Linked DNA regions of Pan troglodytes: region 1 is linked to region 2. The links are chromatin contacts, called in public Hi-C maps. All regions are on one chromosome and are shown on one strand. The core of a region is the stretch at or near the end of the contact, and the rest is flanking DNA. Distances in the headings are between cores, read along the strand shown.

The links. Hi-C and Micro-C count contacts between places; a contact is called where the count stands out from the background.
Region 1: a contact with region 2 is called in a Hi-C map of induced pluripotent stem cells, with 3 times the contacts expected there. The contact joins the promoter of COL23A1 here to the promoter of PHYKPL in region 2. A contact is called at or near these places in 2 of 7 Hi-C or Micro-C datasets (induced pluripotent stem cells and stem cell-derived neural progenitor cells) and 1 of 1 datasets of contacts at active chromatin or transcription factors (stem cell-derived excitatory neurons).

What each region holds. Positions count from the first base shown.
Region 1 is chr4:176,059,276-176,066,437 of NHGRI_mPanTro3-v2.0_pri, forward strand. It overlaps COL23A1 (collagen type XXIII alpha 1 chain), which reads right to left and starts at 3,337. Exons shown (of 29, transcript XM_024356856.3): 1 at 2,951-3,337. The coding sequence starts at 3,244.
Region 2 is chr4:175,700,893-175,708,040 of NHGRI_mPanTro3-v2.0_pri, forward strand. It overlaps PHYKPL (5-phosphohydroxy-L-lysine phospho-lyase), which reads right to left and starts at 3,729. Exons shown (of 12, transcript XR_008548306.2): 1 at 3,377-3,729; 2 at 2,300-2,418; 3 at 837-996.

The sequences.
Region 1 (7,162 bases), core at 2,087-4,586, 360 kb after region 2:
TGGAAGGCCAACAGCCAACAATAAATCCATTGTAAGCTGGCATGGTCTCCTCTGAATACAACTAAATATTTCTTTAATCCTTGCATTACATTTTTTACTGTATTATGAAAGCCATGTATTCTAAAGTTTTAAGCTTTTATAACATTGTAACTATAGGTATAAGATGGGGGGATTGATTACTTAGGCAACCTATTTAAAGCACTTTAAGAGGAAAATATTAGATTTTTTTGCATGAATATTTTCACATCATAGTGAAGAAGATACGATCGTTCATGGCTCTTACTCAGAAATCTTGTTTATCTCTTCCTTTGTGTGCCATGGGAAGGGTCTTTAATGATCATGAGTTGACATGAATATTCCTTTCTTGTAGCTTCTGTATCTTCATTATCGGGCACATCAGCCAGTCCCAGAAAAAGTTATTTCACAGTTCTGTTCCCAAGGGAACAAAGAGAGTGGGTCCCATATTAACAGTGGCTTTTGTTGGCTTTTTTTCCCCTGACATTAAAGCCATGTATGGTTGGCAAGGATGTCTTTTCTTTAATGTGGACATGGTTTCTGCCTCTGGTTCTCTGGAAACGAGTTTGCTGTAGGACAAGCTGCCCGCACACTTACATACACAACTACTTCAGCGCTGGCTTAAAAGAGGCTTCACTGAGAACAAATCAGAACTGAAAAACAGCTTCAAGTACAAATGTTCTTTTCTTCCGAGATTTTCAGTTCAATATTTATTTGGCTTTCATATCTAATGGCTTGAAAAAGTATCTATACATCTAATTAGAGTTAATTACTCACTCCCTGTATGTGCCTCCCACCGTGCTCTCCTCCCAGCCAAGGAACTCATTGTTACCAGCCAGGCTGTGTACATTTCCCATCCAGTGACATTTACAAGAAGAATAGCTTCTAGCAGAAACAGGCTGGTACCCTAAGAGAGAGAAGCTGTCTCACAGGGGCCACCCAAACAACCAGAAGTTCAGCCCCAACTGCACTCATACTGCACCATCTCTGACTCTCCACTGGCGGGAAAACCCAGCCAGCTTACACTCCACGCACAGCATGCGCCTCAGATACCCAGCTGGGATTAGCGAGCAGGACCACGTGTGAATGGCACAGCAAATTCTCCAGAATACAGGGTTCCCTGGATTCTAAGTTTTTCTCTTGCCTTTCTAATCAAGAACAGAGAGAGAGAGAGAGAACACACACCCTGTCCAATAACTCATTGTTCAAGCACTATAGTTCACCCAGGTAAAATCCAGTGCAGCCGGGAGGGGGGAAGCCTGGGAGAGCAACTGCACAGTCTCTCCCGCTGAAGTTCAGGACTCAAAAATCAACACTTCCCAGCAGTGGCTGCCTGCCCAGGATGCCCCTCCCTCCTAAAATAGACACAATTTGTAGTTCCTTGTAAAATGGTTGTATCAGGACTTCTGATTTACTCAATCAGGGCTTGCGGTTTATTTTTAGCAAATAAGAGAGGCCTCCTATGAGAAAGAGCAGCCACACTTATAGCACTAACAGGTAGAAACTTTACTGGCCCTCCATAAATCAATTCAACACCCTGGTCTCCAGGGATTTGCCAAAAGCTAATGGGCGGCAATTATGAAACCATCGCCAGGAGTTTCCAGCAGGGCTGAGAGAGTTTTAAGTCTGCAGGCCCTTTCAAGGGTAAAATAGGAAATCATTTCATGAAGCAGCAATTTTACCCAGAACCCAGCTAGAAGAGATGTGATCCTAGCTTAAATTAAAGTGACTAAGAAACAGGTGGGGTGAACAAGGAGGTGTGGTACGCAGTCATCTTCTCCCACTTTCCTTTGGAGTCCAAAGGAACTCAACATTGGAAACACAGCTGGACACGTTAATAAAGATCCCAGCTGGGCAGTCTAGGGAATTGGGGGTGTACAGGCCAGTCCTCCCTCTCCTCCACCTTGAAACCCTGCCTGTTTTCACACAGCAATTGAGGATGCCCCCTTGGACAGTGACCTTGGGGTCTGGGGCAGCCATCTATCCCAGGAGGAGGAGGAAGGCTCGGCAGGGGAGGCTCTGGCCAGCCCACCAGGGCCTGTCCAGTTTTGTGGGGAGGGGAACTGCCGCACATGCCGTACAAAAGGTGGAGGCTTTGACCAACATGCTGGGTGAGGGCTTTGAGGACCCAAAGGTGGCTCTTTCTTTGAAGACACACAGCAGCAATCTTAACCCTTAGAAGTGTCACAGAGCCTCATATGAGCTTTCAAGTAAGCTGTGGAAGTCGCGATTCCCAGGTAAGGGACGGGAAACTCCGGATGTCCTGCGAGCCCACACCCCAGATGGCACCGCCTGAAACCAGAGTCCAGGTCCTCCACCCCCGATTGTTTCTCCTTCCCCTCATCTTACCAAGTCATGTGGGCGCCCCCACCCCCATCCCCGAGGCCTCAGTGCGACGGTGACGGCTCAGTCTTGGGGCCTGAGCTGCTGGAGACACACTGGAGCACAGCGGGGCCCAGCCCTCGGGCCTGTCTGAGGCTTTCCTCCGCCGTGACCACCGCCTCTCCAGGTGTACCAGCGTTGGTTAGGAACAGTAGGTGCTACTGGTCACAGTCACCAGATACTTCCCACGAGCCTCATCTTTATCCCCGACTCTGGCCGCCGGCGGGAAGCGGCGTGTCCGAGCGCACACCCCGTGGAGACTGACCCTAGGTCTGTTACTCCAAAGTCCCTGGTCTCTCCTTCCCCTTTCTCGCGGCCGCCTGCCTGGCACGGGACCCTGAGGCCGGAGCGGAGACCGCAAAACCCCTTGGGGCCGGCACCCCCAGCCTCCGCCTTGGCGCAGACGCGCCCATCTCTGGGACGGCCCCGAGCGCACGCAGCCCGCGGGCGACCCTCCTCCCAGAGACCTGCAGGCTGCCCCCGGCTCCCAGCGTACCGCCACCCTCAACCCGACACACCCAAGTCCGCCCCAGCCACGCGCCAAGACGCTCACCTCCCGCAGCAGGCGCTCCAGGTGCGGCTCGGCCCAGGCGTCCAGGGCGCCTGGCGGCCCCGCGCGCCGCAGCAGCTCCCGCTCCTCCTCGAGCGCCGCCACCCGGCCCTGCAGCGCGGCCGCCTGGACACCCAGCAGCAGGCAGGCAGCCGCCGAGCCCACGGAGAGCAGCAGGCACAGCGCGCTCACCGCCCGGGACCCGGCCGTCGTCGCCGAGCGCCCTCCGCCGCCGCCGCCCGCCGCATTGCCCTTCCCCGCGTCGCCGCCGCCACCGGCGCGCTCGCCTGGGCCCATGGCGCGTTCGTCGCGCGTGGACTCTCCGAGGGGGCGGTGCTGCTGGGGCAGAGGCTGAGTGCGAGAGGAGCAGGCGGGACAGCCCGAGGCACGAGGTCCGCCGGGCGCGGGGGTTAGCCTCCGGGTAGCAGCGGATCGCCGCGCACGCCCCTTTCGCCGCAGCCAGCTCCTCCACAGCGGCCACTTTGGGCAGTTTCCTCTATGCAAATAGACCCTGCCAGAAAAGGAGCAGGGACCCACCCAGGGGAGGAGCGGCCGGGCTGGCCCCGCGCGGCGAGGGGGCGGGGGCGAGGAAGGAGCTAGCTCCTCGGAGCCACCCGTCGGCGCCAGGCTGATCCCACGCGCAGCGCGCACCTCTGCCCTCACCTGTCCCGGGCGCCGGCACCCGCCCCCGCACGCACCTCTGAGGCTTCCCCAGCCCAAGTCCGCACTGTGGACCCCAGAGGTCGGAGGGGAGCCCAGCGACACCGCGCCCCTTCTGCAGCCCACCCCTGGCTGGAGCACCCACCACTCGTGCCTTAGCACATTCCTCTAAACTTGTGAATTACCTTTCTGACACTTGTAAAAGTTCAAAACTTCAAATCCTGCAAAAAACTTAGTGGGTCTGTCCTAGGTGGTGGATTAGCGCCGCTTCGTGGCGGAAAGCGACCTCTGCGCACTCACATTGAGAGAGGCAGGGTCGAGATTGCGCCAAACGGAAATACGCCTCTTAGAATCTTCTCACGAGTTCTTAGCTGCCGGACTTCGGTGCGGGAAACAAAAATGGTAAGACTGTTTCTGGCCTGGAGAGGGCTTTTGAGAAAACTGAGACTATAACGAATGGGAAAGATTCAGAAAATGAACTTCAAGTCTTGTTCAACTGATGACTTAATTCTGTATCAGACGCCCAACTTGGCCAAAAATTATGATCTAGTATGCACCACACTTAACCTGTACTGCGATTCTGCTGCAAATTTAAATCACAGGGCTGAGGCAAGAAGGCTGTGGCGTACAGCCTGGGTCCAGAGAACAGAATGAGTGGCACTAACGAGTCTTGGCAGGAAAGGGAAGAACTGCTGGAAGTCAGGCTGGGTTCAGATTCCTACCAGGCATATTCATGTCCTAAATGGGTCCCAGGTAACTCTTTCGCTAACTCCTGTAATACCTAAATGAAACAACAAACCAGCCGTTCAGATCTTTGTGATTTGAGTAACCCCCCAACCATTTTCTTTTTAAGAAAAATAACGTTATATCCATCTTCCCTCTCACTATCTGGATATCTTCTGGTTATCTCATTTCTGTGGATACTCACCTTTTAGAACTGTTGAGCGCCTCTGGCTAACATGTTCCGTCTCCTTCCCTTAATTCAGAGGGGAACCCCTGAGATGGCCGGGGGTTATGGTTGATAGACTTGGCTCTGTGCTAAGGTCTGGTGTATGCCCAATAGAATGAAAAGTTGGCCTCATTCTGAAAAGAGGCCAACACCCTCTTACAAGTCAGCACTACATTTCTTACAGGCACATAAACTGCACACCACCTACCTATGTTAATGTTACTGCATGTATTGTTTGCCATGTTCCTGAAGCTTCTGTGTATTGAAAAAGCCAAGCTCACTGGCCCCTGGGCCTCTGCCCTTGCCTACCACCTCACTACCTGCATTCCTGCTCTCAGATCGTTAAACGGCAAGCCCCTCCTCATCCTCCAGGTCAAGGTTCTCAACCTCACTGCTTCTAAAAGACCTTCCCAGACTGCCCCATTTAAGGTGGCCCACAAGATTCATCAGGGAATTGGGGTGGCTGAATTAAGATGGAAATACTGTCTACAACTCATTCTAAAAGGCAAAAAAGAAAATGACTTACTTGTGTCCATTAGGGTCCTGGAAGAATAGATGGCATCCTCAGAGAGGGTGACTCAAGACAGCCTGAATGTAGAGCCAATTCACAAAGTGGAGATCAGAGGGGCCAGCAGGGGAGGCCGAAGCAGCACTCTGCGGGTATTGACAGTGGGAGGCCATTACCATCCCTAACTGGGAACCCTGGGGAACTCAGAGCTATAGAAGAGGGCTGCTCCACAGCACCTGTGGCCCTTGGTTAAGGGGAACAGCCTCTGCAAAGCCATGGCTTGAAAGGGAGGGAGCTCACAGAATAAATACTCAACTGCTCTCTCCTGCTCTCTGATCTACTGGGGCCTTTCAACGACCAAACCTCCAGGGCAGAGGCCAGCCTCCTAGAGGGCAGAGAGCAGAGGCAGAAGGAAGAAGGGCAGATCTTGAGGGGGAATAAAAGAATATCCACTAACCTATCGTGTGTAGCATCACCTAACAGGTAGACAGCACTTACACCAATCCCGCTGCTGCTGCCTATGAATGGCTAACCTGTCAGCAATAGACTAAACAAGGTACTCCTCAGGCAGACTAACTGGCCACGTGGTGGCAAAACAGCTACTTTGGATTCCCTCCTTCCTGCAAGGACCAGTGGTTTGCCCCTCACAGGGACAGCACCAGCTGTGGGCTTGTCTTTCCTGCCTGCAGAGCCTCAGCCAGCATTGCTATCCCTACAGAATGCCCAACCCACAGGTACAGGATCTCACACACCACCACACCCAACCAGGGTACCCATTTTACAGTAAAGGTCTGGGGCTGAACCCATGGACCAAGGAATCCACTGGTTGTGTTGCATCCTGCACTGGTCAGGAGCAACCAGCCTCACAGAATACTGGAACTGCCTTCTGAAGGCACAGATGAAGCACCAGCGCAGAGGCCACTCCCTGAAGGATTTAGTGCCATCTCTCAGGATGTAGTGTGTGTGTTAAATCAGGAACCTCTGTATGATGCTGTGCTCCCAGTAAGAATACGTGGGTCCATGAACCCACGGGTAGAAGCACTAGCCATCCCTCCCCATGACCCCATGGGGGATGTTATGCTTCCTGTTAGAGAGTTGGAGGTCCTAGTTCTCAAAGGGGTTACATTCTTGCCAGGGGACACAGTAGGGGTTCCATTAAACTATAAGCTATTGCTGCCACCCAGGGCACTCTGAACTCTGTATATAGGGACCTGAAATCAAGACGGCACCATTTGGCAGAGGCAATTGACCCTAATGAGGAGGAAGAGGTAGGGCTGCTTCCATACAGGGTGCAGGAAAGAATAGGCCAGGCACCTCATGATAACGCCTTTGCCCAATTACAACTGGAACAAAAATGTGTAGCAAGCCTGACCTGATGATCTACAAACGCTCAGACTCTTGGAGATAAAGGGAGCATATCAAACTATTTTATAAAATAGGGATTATTTGGGTCAGATAGGGTGGACAACCACTGAAGAAGGAATGTTAATAATGAAAAGGTTCAAATATGTTCAAACTGCTGTTCAAGAAGGCATGGATATGTAATCCAGTTTATAAAAATTTTCAGCAGAAAATTGTTTAAATTAAGCCACAAGGTTTAAAGGGATAGCAAAGGGTGTTGCGTTTTTTTTTTTTTTTAATAAGGTAATGTTATTTAAAAAAATTTTTTTAAGAAGGCAATGTTAAAAAAGGCACCAGGTTTTGATTCAATGCCCAGATTCTAGTTCTGGCTTCACTAATATCTCACAGTATAAACTGAAACAAGCTATAGACCCTCACTTTTTATTTATTTATTTATTATTATTTTTTTTTAGAGGTGGGGGTCTCGCTATATTGCCCAGGCTGCTCTTGAACTCCTGGGGTCGAGCAATCCTTCTGCCTCGGCCTCCCAAATGCTGGGATTACAGGGGTGAGCCACCATGCCTGGCCACCTTTTTGTTTTTAAAACAGAGATATTGACATGGACCAGATTTACTATCTGACTATTTAAAACAACTAAAAAGCCAAAAAAAAAAAAAAAAAACTGTATAAAAACAGCAGTTTTCGAGACACCAGACATCAGGCATTAAAAGCCAGTGATCCTTTGGAGACAGGAAAC
Region 2 (7,148 bases), core at 2,479-4,978:
GAGACTATTTTTTTTTTTTTTTGAGATAGAGCCTCTCTCTGTCCTGCAGACTGGAGTGCAGTGGTGCAATTTTGGCTCACTGCAACCTCCACCTCCCGGTTCAAGCAATTCTCCTGCCCAGCCTCCTGAGTAGTTGGGATTACAGGCACCCACCACCACGCCCAGCTAAATTTTGTGTATTTTTAGTAGAGACGGGGTTTCGCCCTGTTGGCCGGGCTGGTCTCAAACTCCTGACCTCAAGTGATCCGCCCACCTCGATCTCCCGAAGTGCTGGGATTACAGGCATGAGCCATCGTGCCCAGCCTTGATGAGACTTCTGATGCAGTGGCAGCACCCTTCCTTCCTCCTCTTCTAGTTATCTCCTAGTCAGCTCTTGGCTTAACAGCCCTTCCTCAGGGAAGGTTTCCCTGAATCCCCAGGTCAGGTCCCCTCACTTTTTCTAGGCCTCATGATACCCTGTACACTTCCTCCAGAGCCCTCCTTGCAATTCTGTATTTCTTTGAAGAATCACTTGATGTTTTCCTTCCTTACTGAGCAACCCACAGGCAGGGATTTTGGCTGTATCCGTAAGGCAGAAATAAAGGAACATATTACCTCACTAAGCCCCAGCAATGATCCTAGAAAGGAGGTAATAACATCCTCCAATAAGAGACAAGGAAACTGGATCCAACAGAGAAAGCATCAGGGCCTACAGCCGGGAATCTCAGGAGCCTGGTGCAGTGAGGGCTGCCTCTCCGAGTCCACACTCGGTCAGCTACACTACACTAGGCCCATATGAGTGACTGTCTTTGTTACCGTCTCACCCTCTTCCCGGGGGCTGGCCACAGTCCACTTACCCAGAATTCAGGAAATAGAACACACAGAGCTGCTCCGGCAGGGTCTCTGACAGCCTCTGCGCATAGTCCACGATGTTGTCATGCAGGTACCGGCTGTTGGTGTTGAGCACCTGGTTCTGCTCATGTGCTGCTTGGACCACGAGAGGGTGGCAGTGCCCAACTGGAAGAGGGCCGCCTCCGTCACACGGCTGGCTCCACTCAGCCAGTCCCACTGGGCCTCCCCCAGCCCCAAGCTATAAACCCAGCCAGAAGAGATGTAGTTCTAGAGGGAGAGGTAGAAAGAGGGCAGTCTGAAGGCAGAGCAGGGAGAGAGAAGCTGGTTCTGGAAAGGCAGATCCAGGAGTTCCTGAGATTCTGGCAGAAGGAAAGCCGCTTCAGCAGAAGAACCCTGTCTAGAAAGCCCATGTCTTTAAGGAGGACTTTTTTTTTTTTTTTAACAGGGCCTTACTCTGTCACCCAGGCTGGAGTGTATGGTGTGATCATGGCATTCACTGCAGCCTCACACTCCCGGGCTCAAGTGGTCCTCCCACCTCAGCCTCCTGAGCAGGTGGGGCTATAGACACCAGTCACCATGCCTGGCTAATTTTTAAGTTTTTTTTGGTAGAGACAAGGTCTCATTATGTTGCCCAGGCTGGAAGGCCTTTTGAGGCTTGTATGACAAAAGTGGGGTGGGGGGTGACTGTCAACTGGTTTCACTTCACCAGCCAAGGGGGCTGGTGGTAATCTTGATTGTCAAAGGCCAAGGATAATAACAGTGAATATGTACTGAGAGCTCACCATGTGCCAGGCACATTCAGAGCAAGCTACATAAATTAACACACTTAATTCTCCAAACACCTTAAAGTGGGTACCTAGTATCATTATGTCTTTCACAGATAAGCAAACTGAGGCACTGAGAATTAAGTAACTTGCCCGAGATCACAAGTTAGTAAGTAGGGGACAGGGATTTGAGCCCAAGCGGTCTAAGACTAGAGTCTCTGCTTTTTTTTTTTTTTTAACCTCAACTTTATTCATCTTCCATGTGCCTGCTGAGTCTCAGACTCCCTTTCTTTCCATCAGCTCTGGCAGCCTCATCAAGATGACTGAATTCCTACTTCAGCTCCCTTGCCTAGCACCTGAGATGGCCAATGGGGCTGAAGCACTGCCATGACCCCAGCACTTGGCCAGCACTGTGCTACGTTGCTGGTCACAGCCGGGCCATCTGCCACTTTGTGAGCTCATCATCAGTCCCAAGTGGAACTAGACTCACAGACCTAGATTGCTGACCCCTGCCTGGTTTAGCACAGCTCCAGATTGCAGAATTCCACAGCTATATTGCAAAGGCTGAGCCTCCTCTGCATATTGACAGTGCCTCAACTCCACCCAGGTTCTCCACACCTCTCGGCAATCTCAGGTCACCTTGGGACCAGGTTCACAGCACTGCCTTCCTCTCCTGCCCTGCCAGCTTGAGGTGTGATACTGACCGTGCGCCACATTGCTGATGCAATCGATGTATTCTGCCCCCTGTTCATCGTACATGTACTGCCCTTGGGCCCGGACAATCTTAACAGGATCCTCGGGAAAAAAGAGTCTGCAGGAAGAGCTGTGGGGACAGGCAAGGAGTGGACAGCCATGTCAGACCGAAAGGGTGAAGTCTACTCATCACAGACCCCCGCCCACCCCTTCCCAGTTTCTGGTGGGGAGGAAATGAAAGCTTGAAGGGCAAGGTGCTGCTTCCCTGCCTTGTCTCTCCACTCCACAGGTGGTTGCAAAGGAGGAAGCAGATGGGGTAACAAGTTGCTGAAACTTAGAATTGTTTCTTAAAGCATTTTAAGCCTCTGTGGCCTCCTTGCTCATTTCTGCATGTGGCCACGTCAGTCTCCTGGATCCTGAGAAAAGGTGGCTGCCCCGTCCCACGGGGACTCCATAAGGCCGCGTGTCCTCGATGGGATGGGACAGGGCACCAACATTAGGTGCCTGGCTCTCAGCCCTAAACAGCTCCTTGCCAGCCACGTGGTCCTGCTGCCCCTCGCTGGGTGCCAGCCCTAAGCTCCAGTGGGAGGCTACCTCACCCACCGTCCCACCGAGGGCCCCCTCACAGGTCAAGTGTGCTGCCTGTGAACCGACTCCCCCGACTGTCCCTTGTCTGCCCTTTCAGCCCCCTCCCAGGTCACTCTCGAGCCAGGCCCAGGTGCTGCTGACGGGCCACCCTGGGTGAGGTCCTCTCAGGCGCCAGGGTGAAGGTCTTCTCCGGAGTAAAGGCTGCCAAGCGAGGCTGACACAGCCGAACAGCGGTGAGGGCGGGGCCGTCTCCTGAACTGGGCGGCCTGGAGACGGCGCTGTCGGGGAGGCGGCCCCGGAGACCACCCGCCGGGACCGCCCAACGGCGCCGCCCGCTTCGGGCCCTACAAGCTGCAGCGGGGCCGGGGCAGTGGCCGGACGGGATGGGTAGCAGCGGCTTCCTAGCGGGAGGCGCGTGCGTGGCGCGTGCGTGCGTCGTGCGTGCGCGTGCCTCTCCGCGCAGCCCCGCGCCCCCCGCCGCCCGCCCCCCGCCCGGGTACCTGATGAGCCGTTGCCTCAGGGCCAGGGTGTCGGCCTTCGGGCGCTGGTCTGCGGCCATGGTGGGTGGCCGTCAGTCGGTGCCGTGACGCCACGCGGAGACGTCGCCGCGCGGGCTGGGCCTCCAAGGCCCCGCTCCGGGCCCCGCCCCTGCCTGGGTCGGGATTTGGGGCTCAGGTTCGCACTCGGCCCCGCCCCCAAGCGCCCGCGTTGCGGTGGTTCATTTCTTCGCTTGCCCGCTGGGCCTGGCAGCCTTCCAGCCCGTGGTCGTGTCTTGGCAGTCCCGCGCAGGAACTCGAGCGCTACCCCGTCTCTGGTTCCGGGACGCGCCCCGCCGGCCCCGCCCCGCCGGCCCCGCCCCGCCGGCCCCGCCCCGCCGGCCCCGCCCCGCCGGCCCCGCCCCGCCGGCCCCGCCCCGCCGGCCCCGCCCCGCCGGCCCCGCCCCGCCGGCCCCGCCCCGCCGGCCCCGCCCCGCCGGCCCCTGCGGCCTCCCTTCCGGGAAAGGGTCCCGGACGACCCCGCCCCTGCTCCTGGCGCCCAGGCGGGGCTCGGAGCTCCTGCAGGCCTTCCCTGGGCCAGACTCAGTCTTTGAGTCGCCTTGTGCATAAAATGGGATGAACTGTGAGGCCTAAGTGCGAGTATGTGACTGGTACCTTACCCGGGCCTGGTACACAGTAGGGGCCTCAGGGTGGGAGAAGCAGGTCCTAGGTTTTCCCAGCCCCATGAAGGGGCAGCAGGAAGAGCAGAAGGAGAGCCCAGGGTCCCTTCTGGGGCTGACCAAGGAGATCACCATGGGCTTGACCTTCAGGGCACCATAGTTCCTGCTAGAATCTAGGCAGGGTGAACCGGACGAGCTATATCAACGCTGAGAGAATCATGCAGTGTTTGGGCAAGAAGAGAGGTTGGGAATCCTCCTTGTGGTACATGTCGGTGACCCTGAAGCCCAGAAAGGGAAAGGGTTTTGTTGTCAGACACGCAGCAAGGCTGCAGAGGCTGGACTCCTACTGAGGTCTTCTTGACTCCCAGCCCAGGGAGTGAGAAGAAAAGGCCTCCCAAGGGGCTGGGATATGAGAGAAAAGCCCCCTCTTGGGGTGAGGCACTGGGGCTTTCTGCCTTGAAGAACCCTGGAACACGGGCCTGGGACTGCAGCAGGTGCAGGGGAGGCTCCTGATTGTCCCTTCTTTCTGTCCACATCATGATTCCCAGGCCTCTGCTTCACTCCCTCATTGCTGATTTCTTCTCTTCCCAATACAGTTGTAAGATGCATAAGGCATTTATTGAACTCTTGACCTCAGATGATCTGCCTGCCTCGGCCTCCCAGACTGCTGGGATTACAGGCCGGGTGAGCCACCGCACCCGGCCAATTAAGGCATTTATTAAAGAACATTTGGAGTTTCTTTTTTCTTTATTGTGTAAAATATACATAACAAAATTTTACCATTTTAACCATTTTTAAGGATACAATTCAGTGGCAAAAGTACATTCACATCGTCGTGCAACCATCACCACCATCCACGCAACAGGACTTTTTCATCTTCCCTAAAAGAATGGAATTTCTTATTTTTAACTGTAAAGCTGAATTGAATATTTTACATGATTTTTGGAAAAAATTCTTCCCAAATTAACTGCGAGGTTAACTGCTTGTGGCCTGTATTTTTTTTTTTTAAAGAAAGGGTCTTATTCTGTTGTTCAGGCTGGAGTGCAGCATTGCAGTCTCTACCTCCCTGGGATCATGTGATCCTCCCATCTCAGCCTCCCAAGTACCTGCTACTACAGGTGCACGCCACCATACCCAGCCTGTACTTCGTTTCTGAGGATCAAGACCTCACAGACCGTGTGTGTGTTTGTGTATTTGTGTGTGTGTGAGTCCTATTTGGGGCCCGCCTTTCAGCCCTGTCTTGCAGCCCAAACTCCAGCCACAGCTGTGGCCCCGTGCAGCTCAGAGGAATCGGGTTGGCTCAGGGGCTTTTCCTGCTTTAAGGCAGAGGGTGAGAAGGCTGTAGCTGGGCCCAGCTAACATCTCACCTGCTCCTGGGTCAAGAGGTGATATAGTTGGAGGTCAGACCAGGTTGAGCCATTTCCTGGGCCAGGAGTATCTTCTAGCATGGCACAGAACACCAGGAGGCCTCACCTTCTTCCTGCTCAGAAAAGCCCACTCCTTGTCTCTGGCCCTGTGCCAGGCACTCATCTGTCCTTTATTTCATGCCTGGCCCTCTAGGCAATGTTGGAGTCCAAGAGGGTAGGGGATGGAAGTGGCTGAGTCAGGATTTGAACCCAGGGCATGGTGTTTCTCAACAGGGTTGGCACTGGGATTCTTGTTGAGATGATTTGTCACTGGGTAGGATTGTCCTATGCATTTTAGGTGTTTGCTATCCCTGGCCCTGCCCCCTAAATGCCCAGGTGTCCTGCAATCATTGTGCTAACCAGAAGCATCCCATGTATTCCTAGTGGTCTCCTAGGGACCAGGAGGAAAGAGACCTGGTAAGTCCCCTTCACATTCATCTATAAAAAGGGATCGTTATCCTTGTGGTTAGTTTAGCTGTCATGGTACAGCAGGGCTCAGTAAATGTACTTCTCTCTCTTCCAGAAAGGGGTACTTTGAGGCTGTACTGCCTTTCTTGGCAGGAGGCCTGAGGCCCCCCAGTCCTTGAGTCTCAGCTGTGAAGCAGGGTGCTCCCCAGTGTCTCGGCTGGGACCTTGAACAAATCATTGAACCCTCTACTGCCTCTGTGCTCTCCCCGGGCACTTTGAGGACTCAGCCCACTCTACATTTTTAAGCTTGCAGTTGAAACGTTTGCAGCCATCAGGATACAAGGTATGAGACCGCAAGGGGGCAGCAGTGGGCCAAGAATGCCCCATCCTGCCTAAAGGAGCAGGAGAGACCCCCTCAGAAGACTGGGGAAGTGGGGGAACACATGGCTTCTACCCCACGAGGATCTACCTGCCAATCACCCAGCATCATGGAGCTGCCTATCAGATTCCATGCTCTGCCAGACAAGTTTCAGAAGGACATATGAGAGGACAAACCCAAGAGCCTAGGTGCAGTCCCAAGCCTGCCACTATGTCCTGGCTGTGCATCCCTGGCCAGGTGACTACCCTCTCTGAGCCTCAGTTTTCCCCTATGTAAAATGGGCATATTGACACCTATCACACAAGCTCTGGGCTTCGCAGGGCTGGTGAGGGGATCAAGTGAGGTTCCTGGATGGAGGAAGGAGGGAACTGTGAAGTGTAGCATGCAGATGGTGAGGTTATGCGGGAACTCCAGAGGCGGCATGGACACCCAGTGACCTCCATCAGTCATCACAGCCCCACTGTGTTTCTCTTCCTTTTCCCACTACTGGCTTCCCTGTTGACCCAGACAACTGGCTGAGCGATGTGACCTTCCACTTATTGCCAGTTCCTTAGGGAGACAGAGGAGGGGACTGGATATATCCCTCCCTCCTTAGCCAGTGTGTGGCCGAGCCTCTTCTGCTTAGCAAGGCCGTGTCACAGAAGTCTGAGGGTGACCACCCATACTGTGGCCTGCCCTAGGCTTCAGTCCTTGGAGACTCAGACACCGTCAGTGCAATGCACCACCACCATCAGAGACACCATCACTGCAGGCCCTTTTTTTTTTTTTTTTTTTTTTTGAGATGGAGTTTCGCTCTTGTTGCCCAGGCTGGAGGGCAATGGTGCGACCTCAGCTCACCACAACCTCTACCTCCTGGTTGCAAGCGATTCTTCTGCCTCAGCCTCCCGAGTAGCTGGGATTACAGGCATGCACCACCACCCACC